5 separate regions of the Mus musculus genome follow, and all the other regions are linked to region 5. A link is a contact called in public promoter capture Hi-C and targeted proximity ligation data. All regions are on one chromosome and are shown on one strand. The core of a region is the stretch at or near the end of the contact, and the rest is flanking DNA. Distances in the headings are between cores, read along the strand shown. Region 1 holds the start of Cdc42ep2 (CDC42 effector protein (Rho GTPase binding) 2). Region 2 holds the start of Grk2 (G protein-coupled receptor kinase 2). Region 3 holds the start of Capn1 (calpain 1). Region 4 holds the start of Ankrd13d (ankyrin repeat domain 13 family, member D). Region 5 holds the start of Slc29a2 (solute carrier family 29 (nucleoside transporters), member 2).

The links. Promoter capture Hi-C pulls out the DNA fragments that hold promoters and counts their contacts.
Region 1: a contact with region 5 is called in a promoter capture Hi-C map of liver, with 2.3 times the contacts expected there. A contact is called at or near these places in 2 of 39 promoter capture datasets (both in liver).
Region 2: a contact with region 5 is called in a targeted proximity ligation map of memory CD8 T cells, with 5 read pairs. A contact is called at or near these places in 3 of 130 datasets of targeted methods (double positive thymocytes, memory CD8 T cells and pancreatic cancer cells).
Region 3: a contact with region 5 is called in a targeted proximity ligation map of pancreatic cancer cells. A contact is called at or near these places in 1 of 130 datasets of targeted methods (pancreatic cancer cells) and 1 of 9 other capture datasets (pancreatic islet).
Region 4: a targeted proximity ligation map of bone marrow-derived macrophages shows a contact between it and region 5, with 4 times the contacts expected there. A contact is called at or near these places in 3 of 130 datasets of targeted methods (bone marrow-derived macrophages, double positive thymocytes and pancreatic cancer cells).

Annotation. Positions count from the first base shown.
Region 1 is chr19:5,923,409-5,926,108 of GRCm38.p6, forward strand. It overlaps Cdc42ep2 (CDC42 effector protein (Rho GTPase binding) 2), which reads right to left and starts at 1,408. Exons shown (of 2, transcript NM_026772.2): 1 at 1,356-1,408.
Region 2 is chr19:4,304,852-4,307,551 of GRCm38.p6, forward strand. It overlaps Grk2 (G protein-coupled receptor kinase 2), which reads right to left and starts at 1,371. Exons shown (of 21, transcript NM_001290818.1): 1 at 1,051-1,371. The coding sequence starts at 1,163.
Region 3 is chr19:6,013,929-6,016,628 of GRCm38.p6, forward strand. It overlaps Capn1 (calpain 1), which reads right to left and starts at 1,319. Exons shown (of 22, transcript NM_007600.3): 1 at 1,178-1,319; 2 at 273-540; 3 at 68-137. The coding sequence starts at 539. Gm10814 (predicted gene 10814) reads left to right here. Exons shown (of 5, transcript NR_045783.1): 2 at 301-428; 3 at 941-1,884; 4 at 2,389-2,555.
Region 4 is chr19:4,281,833-4,284,532 of GRCm38.p6, forward strand. It overlaps Ankrd13d (ankyrin repeat domain 13 family, member D), which reads right to left and starts at 1,305. Exons shown (of 15, transcript NM_026720.2): 1 at 1,049-1,305; 2 at 337-472; 3 at 86-210. The coding sequence starts at 1,138.
Region 5 is chr19:5,022,685-5,025,384 of GRCm38.p6, forward strand. Slc29a2 (solute carrier family 29 (nucleoside transporters), member 2) reads left to right here and starts at 1,322. Exons shown (of 12, transcript NM_007854.3): 1 at 1,322-1,593; 2 at 1,827-1,908. The coding sequence starts at 1,565.

The DNA of each region.
Region 1 (2,700 bases), core at 158-2,657, 900 kb after region 5:
CCGTAGACCAGGCCAACTGAACTTAGAGATCTGTTTACTTCTAAAAACTAAAAAAACAAAAAACAAAAAAACTGCCTCTAAAAATAAAAAAAGAAAAAACTAGAAAGTTTTATTTATTGTTACTGTTGAGTGTATTTTAATGTGAGTGTGTGTGTGTGTGAGTGCGTTCGCGAGTGTGTACGTAGTGTGCGGAATGTGTGTGGAAGTCAGAATACTTTGTGGAGTCCATCTCTGAGTGTTTCGGGAAAGGAGCTCACCTCCAAGCTTGCTCAGCAAAAGACTTCCGCTGAGCCGTCTTGCCAGCAGCCCAAGGGGAAGGGTTTGAAATCTAGTTCCACCTGGGCCTCTGTGACCTTGAGCAATGAACCTTTTCTCTCTGGGACTGAACTCACCTTCCCTGTCTTTAAAATAAGCTGACCCACTGCTATACTTGAAACAAGAGGCCTCTGCACAATAGACGGATCCACAGTAACCGTCAAAGGACATTCAGCACATATCTTCAGGGCTTTTCTCAAGCACTTCGGCTCTTCCAGGTAGAGGTTGCATCAAGAACAAAAACCAAACCCTTCTAGGTCCCCTCCTGCCAGCCCTGGCAGGGCTGGCTCAGAATCTGGTGCTTCTGCAGCGATCTCTCTGTAGTACAATGTCGCTAGGTGGCGCGCGCGTCCCTGCTATAACCCGGGGTTCTAGGGTCCCACCGAGCATACCCGCTCCAGGGAGACGCCCACCGAGGAACTGCGTGCTCCAGTGCCCGAGGTGGATCGCCCATAGGCCCTTTTTCTCTGGGTTGCACAATCGGACCACCGTGAGGGTAGAATTGCAATTATCGGGGACCTTGTCTGGGACTCCGATATCTGGGAGGGGCCTTGCCTTGCCTGAGCTTCTTGGCCTGGGCGAAGTCTCAATGTCTGCTTGGCTCACAGCCAGACTTCGGACGTGCAGGCCCCCGCCCTCCCCGGAGTCCGGCTGCTCAGCCCTGGCTTGTGTTCCTGTGCCGACCCCTCCAGATCCCCAGTCAAGCGCTACCCAGCGCGGCCCAGATCCATTTCAGTAACACTAAAGCTAAAGATAGGAGGACACCTCACCATCCGCTAAAAATACGGCCTCCAGCCCAGGCAGGGACACGGGCCGAAGAGAGGATGTTCCCTAGTCCCAGGTCTCTGGCCAGCATAGAAGTACAACCCGGAGCTGCAAGACTGACAGCACAGCGCCTTGAGCGCTGCGGGAGGTCATGGGTAGGGGGCGGGGATCCAGACCCCAGATAATGGACCTGATCTGAGCCAAAACAGAACACCGCCTGGCTAGCACTCTCCAGGGAGCTGCGGGAGGCCTGTAAAACCCCAGTCCCAACTCACCTTGAGGAGCGCGGGCAAAGCTGCAGAGCTGTGCGGCTAGGATAGAGGACCAGGGAGGGCCTGGGAACTTACAGTGCAGACCTTGGGCCTAAGCCACGCCCCCAGAGCCAGAAGCCAATCCCGGACCGCTCCTCTCGAACCCCCACCCACACATCCCCGCCCACCGCGGCACCGCCCAGGTTCTTCTTTCTGTAAAGGCTAAGAGCTGGATTCCAAGATTCTAGAGGCTTAGCCTCCGGGCGGCTGAGGGCTATCACCGAAGGGTAACAAGGGTGGATACACACGAGGACGCCAGCTGTTCGTGTTGGAATAAAAACTTTAGGCTAGAAGCACTGGGCCAACAAAGGCCGGAAGAAAGAATTCTTGAGAAATCTCTGACCATCCTTGGATGGGTTTCCTTGACGGAAGGACGAGGACCCGGGAGGCGCCCGCACTGACTCTTCAAGAATGAATTGGGCTTTGCAGGCGTTTTACAAACCTAGGGGAGTTTTGAAGAGTTTACCCTAGGCTAGGAGAGTGATGAAGGATGCGAGAAAGATTCAGGGTCGGAAAGCACAGAGAAAAACAGAGACAGACACAGCCTGAACTTGCACGAGTTTGCTGACCTGCTAAGTGGTTTCTGAGGTGGATGGTTTAGAACAGGATCAGAAACAGTTATTGAAGGACAGGTCCTAAAGCTGATGAGACAAACCGAGGGAAACTTCTCATTGCGCCGTTTTGTGAGTAAATTCTCTGAGTGTCTGTTCGTGGTTAGGGAAGCTGAGGAGTCAGGATTCAAGAAATTCGAGGTTCCAGGCACAGGCTGATCCCCTTCCGGGTGGATGAGTGCTAAGAGGAGTGAGGCAAAGAAGAGGACAGTGATAGGAGGAGGAAATCGGGATGCTTGCCTTCCAGATAGCAGATGTGGAAAGCGGTGTGTGGATAGGAGGGAGGGATGCTGGGGCTGGGGAGTATGTCAGGCAAGCCAAAAGGGAGGGGAGAATGGGAAGGACTGGGTCATGCTTCCCTAAAGATGACCATATTCTGGGCCAGGAGGACAGCTCGGAGGAGCTCGGTGAGATTCCCTGTATGTCAGTCCTTCTGTTTAATCCCAAGTCACACACATACACACACTCACACACACATACATACACACACACACACACACACACACACACACATTCACATAATCTTACACTCACACGCATGCACCACTAGATCAAGAGCTCCACGTTTTAACGTCTGGGACCATTTTGTTATGTGGGAAAAGGGAATTACCAGAAATTATAATTGATTGAACTCCTGGGTTCAAGCAGCTCGCCTTCCTTGCCCTCCCAAAGAGCTGGGTCTGTAGATGTGAGCCGCA
Region 2 (2,700 bases), core at 121-2,620, 720 kb before region 5:
AAAACATAAAACTCGAAGCTGAGAGCCCTGATGTGGAGGCCAGGTGACACTGCACAAGCCATTCCAGTCTGAGTTGTTTCCCCTCTCACACACACACACCTTGTTCTATGGGAACAAAACTACACCTGTCTCACTCGCTCTCTGGTCTCCTGTGCAGCTCAAATAGGAAGATAAGTCTATTTACCATAATATACTGGACAAGCCCCAGCTACACCTCTCACATCCTGCCCTGTTCTGCACCCACATCCTGGACAGTTTAAACTTTGATACCAGGTGCGATGACATCAGTTGTCTTGTAGAGAGGTGGCAGCATGGTCCATCTGCTGTAGGATGGGAGGTCCCCTGGTCAAAAGTACCCATAAGGAACCACAAGTGGGGAAAAGGGTAAAGTAGGGACTTCCCTCACCCACCGGAGCGCAGCCCTCAGGAATGGTACACTGCACTGTCCCCAGAAAGCACTCTCAAACCCAATCCCATAGTGACCCCACCATAGGGGAAGGCAAAATAAATAAATAAATAAATAAATAAATAAAAGTCTTCAAATTGGTCCTCTTCACTCCACAAACCTCACAAGAGTGTTACCCACTCCACGGGGAGTGGATAGGGTAGTGGAATACCAACGGGAGCAACAGACTGTGTGATACAATCGGGTAAACAGAGGCAGACTTGAGGAAGGGAACCACAAGGGAACACGAGAGGGTAGAGGGCAGAGCCAAGCATCAGGGTGGAAAGAAGGCTGCAGCAGAGTCAGGGGCTGACAGCGACCAGGCCGGGCAGTGAGATACAGGAAGCGGCAGGGCGGCCCAGGGCTAGGAGCTTGGACTTGGGGCGCCCAGGGCTTGCGGACACCAAGCCTTGCGGCGGCAGGGACAGAGGAAGTCTCCGGGTCCTGGGGCGGCCAGAATAATGGGGTCTCCGGGGCAGAAGGTCCCCGGAGTAGAAGGGGTTCCCGGGTCCTGGGGCAGAAGGTCCCCGGAACCTGGGGCGGAGGGGGTCCCTAGGGCACGGGATCCCGGGGCGGCGCGTGGGGCCCGGCACAGGCGGGCTCACCTGGGCTCTGGCAGCAGGATCTTCTTGCTGGCGCGCGCGGCCGGCGTGGCCTTGCTCTTCTCCATGGCCATCAGGTAGCTCACATCGGCCAGCACCGCCTCCAGGTCGGCCATCTTGGCGGCGGCGGCGGCGCTGTTCCTCCCGCCGCCCGAGGCTCCGCTCCGCTCCCGCTCGCTCGGCCCGGCCCGGCCCGCGCGGCTTGTGGGCCTCGGCGCCGCCGCCGCCCCGCCCGGTCCTCGCTCGTCGCCGGCTCACAGGCGGCGCCGCCCCATGGCGCCGGCTCGGGCCCGGCCCGGCTCGCGCTCCGCTCCCGCCGGGACTGCAGTCGGGGCGCCGCCGCCGCCGCCACCACCACCACCACCCGCTCGCCCGCGCCCCGGAGCTGCCGCCGCCGCCTCCGGCCCCGCCTGCCGCGCACAGCGCCAGCGAGCCGCCGAGGGGCCGAGCCGGGCGGGCGGCGGGCGGGCGGGCAGGCGACAGCGCCCCCTAGAGGCTGCACCGCTCGGGTCCGAGACACGGGTCTCAGTCCTGGTTTGTTACCTGAGTCTTCCACCAAGGACTCTAGGATGACCTCAGACCCCAAGCCATGACCACAAACGCGGATCCCATCTCAGCATGCTAGACTGCACGCTCCACTAGGGCCAAGACCGTGGGTCCTAACAAGAATCCTGACACCGACCAAGACTCCTATACTCAAATTTCTGAACATTCTCTCAGAGTCACACCATCATTACCACCCCTGACTCCTGACCTGACCAGATGACAATCCTGACTTCAAACTCCCAACAGGACCCCAGACTCAGAGCTTGGGCCGCACTCCTGACATGAACGTTTGTTGTTGTTCTTGTTTTAGAGAGGGTATCCCCGTGTAGCCTTGGCTAGTCTGTAACTCACTATGTAGACCAGGCAGACCACTAATTCACAGCGATCTGCTTTCCTCTGCCTCCCAAGTGCTGAAATGGATTAAAGGCATAGTCCATTAAACCACACTCTGATGAACGCCGAACTCATTAATTGATCGATCGATTGACTGATCAGTTGATTGATTGTGTATGCACATGTGGAGGTTAGAGGACAGACAATTTGACCATCAGTTCTCTCTTTTTACCACATGGGTCTCTAGGGATGGAACTCAAGGTCCTCAGGCTTGGTGGCAAACATTTTACCCACTGAGCCCTTCTGTGCCTTCTTCCTTGGCCAACTCCTGTCTACTTTACCTGGCTAGCACACGAGAGGCAAAAGCAGGTGTCTTTCTGTAAAGTCAAAGCCAACCAGGGCTATAGAGTGAGACCCCGTCTTAAGCAAATGAGTGAAAGCAATTTAAACTGCACACCTCTCTAGAGCACCTCTTTGCTTTCCAGGCTGCCAGGACACTCCCACCCCAGGCATGGACACTTAGAACCTGATTCTCCTGCCAGTTCGTGTCCAGCAAAGCAAGTATCCCGACTCCCCTGACTTCTTGACTCCTTCAGAAGAAAACAAATCCTATTAGGGGAGAAAGGTTGTCAGCGGACGACATCTCTAGACAGATCCTGCCTCTACTTCTCCTTTCCTAGGTCACCACTACAGCCTCCTGAGAGTCCTCTGACCTGTCCATTTCTCAGGGTTCCTAAAACTGCCCTCTGATACAGGCTCTGACCAGAATGGCTG
Region 3 (2,700 bases), core at 69-2,568, 990 kb after region 5:
CCCAATGGAACGGGAACGGAGAACTACAATGGGGCAAACGCCCAGAACCCCACCCCTGGGGGCCTACCCAGTGCTCCCTGGCAGATGTCTGTCCGGGTGGCTCCATCCACGATGAACTGGGGGTTTGACATCAGTTCCTACAAGACCCACGGTCATGTTCCTGGGCCAGTCCCTCCTAGAAACTGGTACCCAGACACCACGAATAATGGGGGGGCCCAGTCCCATTGCCCACCACCATCAGAACCAAGTTCCACCCAGAGTGGCCCTCTTACCGTAGGCCGCTTCCATTTGATGCCATAGGTTTTAGAGGAATGAGGACCCAGTTCCTTGAAGCCCAGGCTATGAGAAACCGGAGGGAAGGCCTCGTCTTGGAAGAGGACCCCACTCTGCAGGCATCTTGCCCGAAGCGTTTCATAATCCTGGCCCAGGTACTTGATGGCGTTTTCATGGCGGCCCAAGCCCAGCTCCTTGTCCCGCTTCTTCTGTACTTGGGCTGACACCCCGGTGCAGTACACAGGGGTGATTAACTCCTCTGTCATCCTGGGGAACACATGGGCCTGGTAGAGATGCAGGCCTTCCCAGGGATAAAACACAACTGCCTGCCGACATTCTCCTGGACTCATTCCTCCCCAAACATGGGTCACTGCTCCCTTTACAGTGCCTGGGACTCTCAGCCACCTTGTTGTTAGGCTCTCAGAATCTGGAAAGGGGTGTCCAGTTTCTAGGTATCCTGGTCACCACCTCTCTTTTCCCTATTCTTACCGCCCAGAGGTGACAGTTTGGTATCAGCCATCCAGGCAGGTAGGATAGGGTGGAGGCCAGCCACAGCAGCAGAGCAGAGGTACTCCAGGTACGATCCCTGACACCATTTGCCTGCCTGTAACTTCCCCTCCACAAAGCTGCCAAGCATCTAGTTCATTTGCCCCTTTCCTCGGCTTAGGAACTGAAAACTCCACGCACTGATGCCTTTCCACAAGCTGAACATCAGAGCACTGGACACTGGCCCAGCTACAGCGGACAGGTTGAGCTGAGCGCCTGGGTTGAGCTGCTTCCGGACCCTTAACCCTCAGGCAAACACACAGAAGACCTGAAGCAGGGGCTGATCAGCGACAGCCCCCTAACCCCAGAAGCAGTGGCCTGGGTCAAACAGTCGTAGTCTGGACACCCAACTTCTTACCTGGGGAAGGGGAGTTTGGGAGATTGCTGCGGTCCCTGGGGCTGGCTTCCTTGGTGGCAGCTCAGGGCAGGGCCCAACCAGGAAGAGCGCTCCTCCCTGCCCTCCTCCCTGCCCTCCTCCCCGCCCTCCTCCACCGCCCCTCGGCCCTGGTCCCTCCCTCCCTGGTCCTCCACCTACGCCCGAGGCTCTTACCCCGCTCCCTCTAGGCTCTCCCTTATCTCCCCCGCAACACTTTTTTACTATCTCTTACTTAGGGTGTCTTTCAGTCCCCTCCCCCCGCCCCCTTCCTCTGCAGACTCTAAGCCAGCTCTGCGAGAGGACAAATTGGTAAATGGCAGAGTTGTCTCCCGGGAGGAGCCGGTCGCCGGTCCGGGTGAGAAGGGTTGGACTGGGACAGAAGGGCACCGCCGGCCAGAGAGAGGGTAGGGCAAGGGGTATTTTTAACTAGGGCCGCAGCTCGAGTTGCAGAGCCGCCGGCCCCACCCTATGTCGCCCTCCGGGAAGGTACTGGGGACGATCCGGCTCAGTGACGCCGCCAACACAGTCCTCCACCCGCCTCCTGCGCCCCCGCGTGCCTCTGGGTTGCAGCTGTCTTCCAGCCCAGCCGGCGCTCGGCGAAGCAGGGATTACCTCTGGTGGCTGCAACTGCTTGCTGGAGCTGCCCCTGGCTGGATGAGAGCTGACTTCTGCCGGACGCTAGACAAACGGTAGCCCCACCCCGGCCGGTCCCTGCCGCAGACCCGCTGTAGGGCTGAGCCAGCTCCCCACCCCCTCACCTTAGGGCGCAGGCCTGCAGAGCTAGCACTCCGCCCTAGCGGTCTTTGCGCACACCCTGCATGGCCTTAGGTAAATCCGTGCCTCGATTTCCCCAACCGTGCAGAAAAAAAAGAGGGACAATGGCCTTAGCCAATCTTTGTGTAGCATTCTGGCCTTCTCTTTCAAGTAATTGGTCTGCGCACCTGGGATCAGCTCCCTTGTGGGGGTTACCTGACCCGGGAGAGGGCAGCAGAGGCCCGGAACACCAGGGCAGGCTCACACAGGACCTGCAGATCCCCCTGGGCGCACTACAAGAGTTTGGAGCATCAAGGATGCAGAGGGATTGGAGCGGTCCCAAGGCTCTTCACAGTTATAGAGGTCACAGCATGGCCGATCAAGCTACATAAGATGGACAAGCATTCATTGAATAGATGGTGCTTTTCTTGGGATTCTAGGCACCTCGACACTCCAAAAGTTAAGAGCTGACTGCGTCTAACTTTCGCACCTGGGCGTTATGCTCAGCTGGGCATGAGCTGATGAAGACGCCTCTGCCTTCATGGTTAATGGAGAGGAAGGGTTGGTCCACACACTTTCCCCGACTGAAGCCTCATCTAATGCAGGTGTCAGTAAAGGCAGGAACTTTGGCAAGGGTGGGGAGATGCGCGTGGCCGGGGGCGGGGGAGAGGTAGGGTGGTGCCTGAAGAAAGCCTAGGCAGGTAGAGGACATGAGGTGTAGCGGGTGTTGCTTACTCCGGGGAGAAAAGAGG
Region 4 (2,700 bases), core at 55-2,554, 740 kb before region 5:
CAACCTAGATACTCCTCCAAGGCCAGGCTTATCACAGGAAGACGGAGCGCCTGTTATACCCCACTTCTTTACTCTATGGTAATACCTGACGGAGTTTGTTGAGCAGTTCTGGAATGCCAGCCAACCTCTGTGTGGCCCTCTGGAAGTCCCGATACTGGAGTACCAACTGTACCATCTCAGGGTCTCCAGTGCTGACTGCCTCCTGCAGGACTGGAGATGAGCAACTGCTGGGGTAGCCCTCTTAGCGCCCCCAGGCACGGTTACTTACTCCCCCTGCCCCCCATTCACCAACCTGGAAGCTAGTCTCAAGGGAGGACCCTCTGCCCTGCACAGTACCTGCCCAGCCCTGGTGGCTCTCTTTGCCCACGTTGGCATTATGTCGGAGGAGGACTCTCACAGACTCCAAGTTCCCCAAGGTCACAGCAAGCTCCAGGGGGGTTCGCCCTTGGGGGTCCTCCTGCTCAATGTCGTGCTAAGGGAGATGGGTCACTCAATACAAGGCAAGAGAGGGCCAAAGCAAGGAGGTCACTGGATTGAAAAGGGCTGGAGTTACTATGGGTAACCAGGTCAGTGAGAAGATAAGAGTGTGGCCTATGTGGACTGGAAAGTGTCGGGGTAAAGGGGACAGTAAGGGCCAGTGGGAAGGAACTGCTCATTTCTTCTGCCCTCTGCTATCCAGAGTTGAGGGCCTGGTGGTGGAGTCTAGCAAGACAGATTCAGGCTAGGGATGCTGAGAGTTTAGACCAGCTTGAGGGCTAGAACACGGTTCTTGTCCTCATTCTAGCTCAGAGGTGATGAGGGTGAATCCTGAGCTTAACGCAATACGAAGGGGGCAGATAGCAGAGCAAGGCCCAACCAAGGGAGATGCGCTAAACAAATGCTCAAGCTCGAGGGCAGGTGACCAGGGATTTGGAAAGAGCTGGACCTAAGGAGTCAGGATGCAGCTGCGGAGCACAGCAGGGGCGGTGAGCTGCGGAGTAGATTCCGTACTTTGGCACCGGGGCTTGGGGAGGAAACCAACCGAATCGGATCCCCTTCAGGGCCTCACCTTGCGGCTGTGCAGTGCGGCCTCCAGTTCGCGGTGCCGGTTCGCCCAGACTAGCCGGTGCAGCGGGAAGGTGGGGCCCAGGCCGGCCATGCTGGGCTTCAGCACCGCATCCCGAGCGAAAGGCCCAGCCCTTCTTGGCCTGCGCCTGGCACGTCCCCTGCTCCTCCGCTCTGAGCCGCACCTCAGCCGCACCCGCTGCAGCCCCGCGGACCCCTGCTAGAAGCCGCCGCAGCAAGAGCGAAGGCGGCAGGGAGGGCGGGGCGGGGATCTGGGGGCGGGGCTACATGGAGTTAGGGCGTGGCGTCGGGCTTCGCACACCCTCGCCTCCCGTAGCTACGGCAACCACTGCAGGCCTGCGCGCTGGGGGCGGGCGGAGTGTGTGTGGGGTGCTGTCCAGTCTCCAGGGCAACCACATGCGCCCCAGGAACAGCCGGAACTTCATTTTGAAGCGCCATGGTCGGTGGGGTTGTTCCGGAGGGCGGGGCATAGCTGCAGCTCCACCCGTGCCCGCAGGGGGCGCCCCAGGCCCTGGGCAAATCTCTTAGTGGTCAGAAAGGTGAGGGAGGAGGGAACGGAAGGGGAGTGGGGTAGGCTCGGTGGCACTGGGATTGGGCCAGGGTCTGTTGTTCTTGCAGCCCCCCCCGCCCCCACCCCCCCCCACCCCCGCTGACAATGTGTCCTTCTGTCTAGCCCACTCCTGAGTTCCATCAGCACCGACTTGTCTTTTATAGGCGGGTGGGATGGGAAATCTTGACCTCATCCCTGCCAGCACAGGCGCTTAGCTTCTGGAGATGGGCACCCCGCAGCAACCCCTAATGCTGACCAGTCAAAGCTTTCTTTCCCGAGGATCTGTCTGGCCTTGATGCCTGGAAGACAGCAAGGAATCAGGAACAGGAATATTGTTGGGGTTGGGGGACATAAGCTCAGCTTCCTGGCTGGGTGATCGGCCAGGGTGCACGCTACCACCACAGGAGTCCATTTTGCAGAGGCTGCATTTTACTGCCAACAGGGAAGGAAGGAGAATTTCGAAACAAGGCTGGCACTTCCACTCACACAGGATCTAGGGTTCAAGCAGCCAGCCAGCTTAGTTGGGACCCTTGGTTATCTTCAGTCCTACCATGGGTTCTCTGATCCTGGTCTTGCTGGGTGGCGAGGGGGTAAACCAGACTTTCCAAAACTGACTCTGGTCTGTTTCTCTATTTTTAAATCTTACATTCATTTTTGTGTGGGGGTGCTCATGAGTGTGGAGGTGAAAAACCAACTTTTGAGAGTTGGTTCTCTCCCATCCTTTAACTCAGGTTGTCAGGTTTGGCAGCAAACACCTTCATCGGATGGCTCCACCTCCCTATCTGTTAAACTTAGTGTGATGGAGAAAGGCCATCTAACTGAGGTTCCCTTCCTGCCCAAGGATGTCCTCATCTCTTCAGCCTGATTGCCACCTTTCTCCCTGCGATCGGGTGGTTTATAGCAGTCCGGGATCTAGGCTACCCACCGTGTGTGCTGTGGTCAGGTCATCTACGATGTCTGGACTTTGGGAGGAACTCAAGGCCCTGAGCTTCTAAAGGTCCAGAGCTCTGCAGTTAGGTCCTGCTGGTCTCTGCTTCTGTCAGAGACTTCCTCCTCAGCATCGTCACCCTGGCCCTGGACGGCCT
Region 5 (2,700 bases), core at 72-2,571:
GATGCTCAAGGCAGAGGGGATGAAGAGGCCTTGAAAACCTGTTAGAACTGAACTCAAGACTGTCCCTCTTGGCATAATGGAAGTCTGGAAAGAAAACTTAAAGAGTAACTGTCTTTCCCAGTGTAATCCATTGCTGTCTTTTCCCTAACGTCACCAGCTAGGGTTAGATGCAGCCCAGGGGTAAGAGTGTTTGCCTCGCATGCACAGGGCTCTGAGTTCAGTTCCCAGTACCACACAGTCATCTGCAGTCCACCATGATCTAAGGAACCACCTTCGATGAGCCAAGCCTGGTGGCTAGATTCCGGGAACAGGACAGAACAGGGATAGTAACAGCATGGTCTGGCTGATACATAGGAAAAACATTCTAAAAAACTATATTCTTTAGAAGACACACATTTATATAACCTTGTATATATATACTTTTATATATTCATATTTATTTGTATTTATTACTTAGAAGCACGTGTGCCACTGTGCTTGTGTGGAGGTTAGGGAACAATTTGCTGGAGTCGCTTCAGTTTTTCTAACATATGGGTCCTGGGCGTGGCCTCGGGGCATCAGGCTTGGCAGCAAACGCTCTCACCAGTCCACATAAATATATTTCTTTTTCTTTTTTTTTTTTTTTTTTTCGTTTTTTTGAGACAGGGTTTCTCTGTATAGTCCTGAATATATCCTGGAACTCACTCTGTGGACCAGACTGGCCTCGGACTCAGAAATCCGCCTGCCTCTGCCTCCCAAATGCTGGGATTAAAGGCGTGCGCCACCACGCCTAGTGAAAATTAGGTTTTTAAGCACTCCTGAGGGTGGCAGTGGCGACTACAGGGGAGGGGGCCGAACGTCACCTGGGCCACGATTCCCTCCAGAGCCTTTGTTCAATCCTCCTTGTTGGACCCAGGTACCGTAGGAGGGCCTATCTGTCCGTCTTCCACATATGTTGGGGATTTTCGTTTGCAAAAGTGCCTCGACCTCTGGGGGAACTCCCTCGGAGCACCGCGCTGGGACCTTCTGCGACAATTGATGACACTGGCTTCTTCCTTCTGGTCGGACTTACTTCCTAATCTGCTTAGAGCTTAGAGGGCTCCAAACCTTAGAACACGCCAAGAGGAAGAACCTCCCAGCTAGATCGACTGTGCCCAACAACCACCGGACCCCTTCCCTCCTGCGCAGTCCTTATCCCTTCCCCAGAGATTCCGGACCCGTGCCTAAGGAGAAGACGGGTGCGAGGCGAAGGGACGGCGGTGAGACACAGCTTCAGGCGCGGAAGCAAGCTAGAAGGCGGAACCTAATACCCTAAAGGCACAGCCACCAGCGAGGCGGAGTCTGGAGAGCGGGCGTCCGGGGGAGGGGAGCAATGGCTCTTTGTTCCCGCCCTGGAGGCGGAGCCGAGGTCCGAGCCTGCAAAACGTGGTCCGCAGTGTAACCCAACCCCGACCCTCCGCTACGGCGCTCCGACCTTGGGATTCCTGGACACCGACCAGCGTCGCTCTCCTTCGGCCTCCCAGCCCTGCGTAGGCGCAGGTGCAGCCGCCTTCTGTGGGCCTGGTGCAATAGGACTGCGGCAACCATGGCGCGGGGAAACGCCCCTCGGGACAGGTGAGGTGGGAACCCATGTGCTGCGTACCGTGGCCCAGGTGGCCACGAGCCTTTGAATTCCCGCTCGTCTTGATGCTCCTGGGCTCAAAGACGAACGGGACTACAATTCCCATCAGCCGATTCCCTTAGCTGCTTGAGCCAGGGTGATGGGGATTGTAGTCCGTTCTACTGAGGGGCGGCTAGGGCGGCCCAGGCGTACGTCCTCGGGGTGACCTTCTGATTGATCCCCACAGCTACCACCTGGTTGGGATCAGCTTCTTCATTCTGGGACTGGGCACCCTTCTCCCCTGGAACTTCTTCATTACCGCCATCCCGGTGAGACCCGCGGCCGCTGGGCAACCTCATGGCCACAAACCAACATCCCTCCAGCCGTCTTGAACTGAGCCACTTTCCTCACCAGGCCACTTACTACAGCTCAGCCTGTCAGGGACAGCACCAAGCCTCATAGAGGGAACCGCCTCTCCCCTGGCTAGGCAAACTTTTAGGAAGGTACAGATCTCAGAGGTGCAGGGCCATCCACGTAGGGAGTCTGACCAGCAAAGGAGTTTCCATCCCATGCCCTTTGTCGTTATTTTTGGCCAGTCACTCCAAAGTGTCTTTTTTCCAAGCCTTTGGCTTTCTTTGCAATGACATGAGTTACAGTCATTCAACTAATAATTAATGAGCAACTACTGTAGACAGATGTGGAGGAAGGCCCGATTCCCCAAAGCATGCATTCTTTTATAGAAAGGCAGAAATCTATAGCTTGTTTTCTCCTTTTTGTTTTATTGTTGTTGTTGTTTTCGTTTTTTTCGAGACAGGGTTTCTCTGTGTAGCCCTGGCTGTCCTAGAACTCACTCTGTAGACCAGGCTGGCCTCGAACTCAGAGATCTGCCTGCCTCTGCCTTCTGAGTGCTGGGATTAAAGGCGTGCATCACCACTGCCTAACTTTTGTGTTTTCTTTAGAATAGGGTTATTCAAACATATTCAGTGGGTTAACTTCCCAGGTGTCTGTGGAGTGCTGGCATCGGTGCTGGACCCTGATACCCAAAGATGGATCAGCTACTGAATCTGAGAGACACAGAGCCAGGGCTATTAATAATGAAACAAGACACGTGCCAGGCCATT